Regions from separate parts of the Pan troglodytes genome. Here region 1 is linked to region 2. Evidence: chromatin contacts called from public HiChIP or PLAC-seq data. All regions are on one chromosome and are shown on one strand. The core of a region is the stretch at or near the end of the contact, and the rest is flanking DNA. Distances in the headings are between cores, read along the strand shown.

Region 1 (2,700 bases), core at 188-2,687, 190 kb before region 2:
GGGAGCCCCGAAGTTGCGGCGTCTGCTAGGCGCGCGCCGGGGTCGCCCACCCAGCCCGTGACGCTGTGTCCGCCCGCCGCGCGCTCTGGTGGCCCCGGGGCTCCTGCAGGCGCGGAGAGAGGCCGGGGTTCAGCCCGATTCCCCGCGCAGCTCCGAGAGGGCGCCCCCGCCTGCCGCCTGGAGATGGACGCGGCGCCGAAGTTTTCCCCGGCGGGAAAACGAAAGTCGTGAGGAGCAGAGGGTCGGGGCGTCCCGGCGGAGACGAGGCTGAGACCGGGTTAACATCTCCAGCCCCGGGCGACCCTCGCTCCCCCGCGTGGCCAAGTCGACTTACGAGAGGGAGCGGGCCAGCCCCGAACGCGGGGTCCGTGCGGCTGCGGAGGCCGCCCCGGCGGGGGCCGAGGGTTGCGCTCTGGGTTCCCAGGCTCTCCGCGGCGGCTCGCTCTCGCCGCGCTCCTCCGTCGCCCTGTTGGGGAGCCGCTCTCGCCCGGCCCGGGGTGGGAGAGCGCTGAGCGGCCCCCGTGACGTGCGGCGAAAGTAGGAGCGCCTCCGTGCTCCCGCAGAGGGAACTCCCTGCCCTGCGCTCCCAGTCCCCGGGCCGCGCTTCGGACAAAGTTCTCAGGCGCGCGCGGTGATCTCGGCTCTCCGCCGCTGCCCAGAGCGTCATCCACGTTCGGTTCCCTCCCACATTAGACAAGAAATCTGAGGTGAGGAGAGCTAAGTAACTTGCCCAAAGTCGCTCACAAGGCAGTGACAAAGCAAACTCACATCCGCGGCTCCTTTTTTCTCCTTGAACGCCGGGCTCTGCGGAGGCTCAGGCCCTGCAGGAATCGCCCAACCAGACAGAAGGCAGCTCGCTCTCATGGGTGAGACGAGGAGTGTCCCACGCAGCCGCGAGAAATATTATCAGCAGCGTGGGAAGGTGGAGCTTTTTGCCGAATAACTAGAGTGCAAAGTTGTTTTTCAAACAGTGCCTACATGCCAAATTGGCTTGCTTTTTATCCTCAAGCGGGAGTGAGGGTGGCGGCTGTGCGGACGCCAATCGGGATCACCAAATAAGTGCACTGGAAAGAAAGCACACAGCTACTTAACCAATTGGCCGACATCAAGGACTTGGCCTTCCGAGCGGGTTCTTGTGAATATGCTAACTTGTAAAGCGGGCGCACCACGCTGTGCTTGCTATTCACGCACTTCCAGGAGTCTCCCGCGAGGCTCCACGTCCTTTCGGGGCCGGGGGCTCCCAGGGCTTGCCTTTCAGGGCAGGGAGTGGCACCAGACAAGTCAATCCCAGTCGGTTTGTTCCTTTATCCCTTGCGTCAATCAGTGTTGACTGAGGGCCTGCAATGTGCATGGCTGTTGGGTGGAGAGCTGGGTAGGACCTAGGACCTAGGACCCAGTGAATCTCAAAGAGGGAGGGTCACATGGGTCCCCATATGCTTCACTCCCAGAATCTGGAATCTGCCCAAAGCAGTAGAGAGACTTTAAGTCTACCCCAGCCCCCACGCCTTTTTAAAAACTCCCTGTGTTCAGAGAGCAAGTGTTTTAATATTCGTTTTACAGACGTACTTTCAAGCAAATGGCCAGCTTTGCCTTCATTTTCTCCCCATGGGACCGCCTCTTTCTGGAATAATAATTTACACTTCCTGGGTCTCCCTCATTTGCACATGATGATGGCGATAGTCATGATGGTAAAAACAATTAAGGCTTCTATTATCCACCCTGGGCACTGTTCTAAGCAATTTATGCGGATTAACTCTTTCAATCCTCACAACTTTATGAGGGAGGTGCTATTTTAATTCTGGTTTTACAGATGCTGAGAGGGAGGCAGGTGAGGTGAAATAACTTGCCAGTAAGTGGGTGGTCCGAATGGTGTCCATGCTCTTAACCACGGAGGTCTCCAAGACTGGAATTTAAAGGGACCACTAGCCATCATTAACCACAGCTTACACATCTCAAACAAGCCATGCTAGGAAATACATGCACTTCCTCCTAAAGAGGTCAATTTTATTATTTTGCGTATATCATGTCATAAAGTGGATATCCATTCACTCACTTGCTCCTCTATTTCCAACTTCCAAATCAACTATTTTGTCCTAAAGCAAACTATTTCTTAAAAACCTATTCATCATAAAGTTTCCAATTTTTGTTTTGGATTGTTTTATTCTCAGACCATACCCAGCTGTTTCCCTCTCCTTTCTACTCACTGCCTTAAGTTACGCTCTTTTTTTTTTTTTTTTTTTTTTGTGAGACGGAGTCTTGCTCTGTCTCCCAGGCTGGAGTAAGGTGGTGCACTCTCGGCTCACTGCAACCTCCGCTCCTGGGTTCAAGCGATTCTCCTGCCTGAACCTCCTGAGTAGCTGGGACTACAGGCGCACACCAGCACGCCCAGCTCATTTTTGTACTTTTGGTGGAGACGGGTTTCACCATATTGGCCAGCCTGGTCTCAAACTCCTGACCTGGTGATCTGCCTGCCTCGCTTCCCAAAGAGCTGGGATTACAGATGTGAGCCACTGCGCTTGGCCGGGTTACTCTCTTTCATCCCTTAAAAACTTGTTGTAACCGGCCCTGCAGGTCTTCTGACAGTGGGTTGCCCAAAGATGGTAGTGGCCCCAGAATGGTCTCTGCCACATTGTAAGCTTGCTCATTGTGCTCAGCATTCCTGTGTTATTCTCCCTAGGACTGCCTAACAAATACCACTGA
Region 2 (2,996 bases), core at 337-2,836:
ACAACAGCAGGTAGATTGGGGACTGAAGTTGAAATCTTAATAACAACCCATTTATTGACGAGTTTCAGTTTGTTTTCGGTTTTTTGGTTCTTTTTTGTCTTTCAGCTTTGAACCATCCAGTGGGCACAGACAGTAAACCTATTTTTATCCAGAAGACCAAGGAAAATGACCCCTGCATGCCAGAAGGTATAGGACAAAGCCCAGGGCTTTATGTTGCTTTCTCTCTTACCTCCCAGCCCTGCCCCAAGGCTGGCCCTAGCCTCAGAGCAGACACCAACCATGGCAACTGGGGAACATAAAACTCAAGAGAAAGTGTCTACCAGAGGAACTGGGAAAAGGGATCGGTATTGCCTGAAAAGTGTGGACAGAATCCCCCTTTTCTCTCTCTTTTCTTAATTCTGTGCTAAAGGCTGTCCCCCTTGTAAGGAACTGCTGTATAGTGAAAAGGCTAACACTCAAAGAAACCTGTCTTTCTGATCATATGAACTGGCAAGTGGGTATGATGAGGAAAGGGGGCAGGAGAATCCTGGAGAAGAGAGAGAGGGAAAGGAGAATGACCCAATTCTGTGTACGATCCAACTTAAGTCCCAGACACAGCCCTGAGCACATATGAAGCAGACCTAGTGGCCTCATCCCTGCCCTCTTTTCCCTGTGTCTAGCACAGAGAATATGTTAGAGAAAGGTTTCGATAACCTGAAATACCGACTTTTTTGGATTCGTATAAAACTATTCGTTTCCAGTTTGGCAGGGACCAGTTTCCCCATCACACATTCTTTTCTTGAGAGAAACTGTTACCCATTTTCCTAGAACTGAGCTACGAGTCTCTTGAAGCAAAATGAAGTCTCTTGAAACAAAATGCAGTTAAGTTCAGACCCAAGATCTTTTTTGCTCGTGCAAAAAGACTGAAAGCCCCCAAAAGGAAAGCCTTTTGAAAAATGCTATAAAGCCACCTAGTACAAACCTCATTTTATCCCTAGCTGGTTGGGGGTAGGCGGGAACAGACTGTGTTTGCTTATTTACAAGCTCTCAGCTCAGGCACGGCTGCCCCACAAGGCTCTGATCCTGCCCACAAGCACATGTTCTGGTCACGATCTCCACTCAAAACTCTGACCCCCTCAGAGGGCACCTGGGCCGCCCTGGCGCGAGGGTTCAGGCACTGTGGCCCTAATGATGGTCACCTTCTCCAGGGCAGCTCCTTTTCTTCCAGGTCGCTCTCCGTCACTGAACCCTCTATCACAGTTTCATCACTGTCCCAGTCTGGGGCCTGGACGCCTTCCTCCATCTTTGCCTCACATTCAAAGTCTTTTTTACCCTCCTCTAACTCCCTCTTGCCCGCAAACAAAAAAACGCTTTGAGGGCCAGGGGAAATTGTGAATTAAAAATAAAAATAATATAATCGCAGCAGGAGCCGGGACTTGTCGCAGGGCTGCTGAGGAGGACGCTGGCGGCCGCGAGCGCGGCGGGGTAGTAATCTGCGAGGCGGCCCGCGGGTCCCGCCGCTCGTCGCAGGCAGGGGGCAGCCGCTCGCCACACGACGGAGCCCTGCGCAGCGCTCGGCCCCGCCCCCAGCTCCCGTGGCCGGAAGTGGGAGGCCGCGCGCGCAGGCCTGCTCTGGGCGTGGCCTGCCGCTGCGTGTCTTTTTCACGGTTTCTCATTCTCGGTCGCTAGGCTTTGAAGGTGCTGGGGTTGCTGCTGCAGAGACCAGAAAGGCAGGCGTGGCGCACCCAGAACTCAGACCGAGCCTGCTTAACACCCTTGGCCGGGAGGGTGACCTGCCATGCACCTGATGCTTGTGAGCCCCAGATACGGGAAGAGCTGTCAGCTCCTGCCCGCCCCAGCAGCCCTGGCATTCTGGAGCCAGAATGCGACCTTAGACCTAAAGAGAGTTTTTGCAGCCCACCAAGTGCTTCCTTTCCCTTTAATCCCTTGACAGCCTCTCCTCAAGTGTCCTCTGAGGTAGACAAAACAGATACGTTTATCAGAAGTTTTAGCTCATCAACTAATCTCAGTGATGTATTTTGCATTTTTTTTTTCTCTCAACAACGCTTTGGTTACCTGAAATACAGATTATGCAGGAAAGGCAGGATAAATGCTTTATTTTTTCCTCTTTTATCAATTTTTATAATAATAGTAATGCCTAGCAACCTCCAAAAGTAGTCAATTGCGTTTTAATGAAGTACTAGAATTTTATATATTTGATGTGTTTCAGTCTAGTTGAACATTTTAAATTCAAACTAATTCAAAACAAAGCCAAGTGAGCTTCCACTTGCCAAGTGAGAAGAAGATTCAAGAAAAGACCAAGTTGTTTTCCCATAGCAAGTGTTTAGTATTCACCTTGGAGTCTCCAGCATCTCGCACATATAAAGTCTAAGTTTTGTCATAAATGGATGGAACTAGAGATTTCTGACTTCCCAATTCATTGCCCTTTTCACTATATGGAGTAGCTTTGCCATTATTATCATTATTATTATTTTGTGTTTTTACTATGTATATTTAAGCCACTGCTATTTAAAATACTTGATTGGTGATTATCTTCTAAACTTAACTTGAGGCTGGGGGTGGTGGCTCTACCTGTAACCTCAATGCATTGGAGGCCGAGGCAGGAGGATTGCTTGAGACCAGAAGTTCAAGACCAGCCTGGGCAACATGGTGAGACCCCTATCTCTACAAAAAATTTGTTTTTAATTAGCAGGGCATGGTAGCATGGGCCTGTAGTCCCAGCTACTCAGGTTGAGGCGGGAGGATCGCTTGAGCCCAGGAGTTTGAGGTTATAATGAGCTATGATTGAGCAAACGCACTCCAGCTTGAGCAACAGAGTCATACCATGTCTCAAAAAATAAAAAATAAATAAACTTACTTGAATAAGTAACTTGCTTAAATAAAATTCCTCGCCTCAACTCCGTAAATGAGGCAGAACAATAATAAATATGCAAAGAACTAGACCTCTTTTTTATTTTTTTTAACAGTAGTCCATTTATACCCTCCGTGTCTAAATC

The links. HiChIP or PLAC-seq counts read pairs in DNA pulled down with a chosen protein or histone mark.
Region 1: a contact with region 2 is called in an H3K4me3 HiChIP or PLAC-seq map of stem cell-derived excitatory neurons, with 5 times the contacts expected there. The contact joins the promoter of GCNT4 here to the promoter of ANKRD31 in region 2. A contact is called at or near these places in 1 of 7 Hi-C or Micro-C datasets (stem cell-derived neural progenitor cells) and 1 of 1 datasets of contacts at active chromatin or transcription factors (stem cell-derived excitatory neurons).

What each region holds. Positions count from the first base shown.
Region 1 is chr4:40,991,897-40,994,596 of NHGRI_mPanTro3-v2.0_pri, reverse strand. It overlaps GCNT4 (glucosaminyl (N-acetyl) transferase 4), which reads right to left and starts at 1,437. Exons shown (of 2, transcript XM_009449015.5): 1 at 769-1,437.
Region 2 is chr4:40,805,046-40,808,041 of NHGRI_mPanTro3-v2.0_pri, reverse strand. ANKRD31 (ankyrin repeat domain 31) reads right to left here and starts at 1,586. Exons shown (of 25, transcript XM_063810362.1): 1 at 1,179-1,586. The coding sequence starts at 1,282.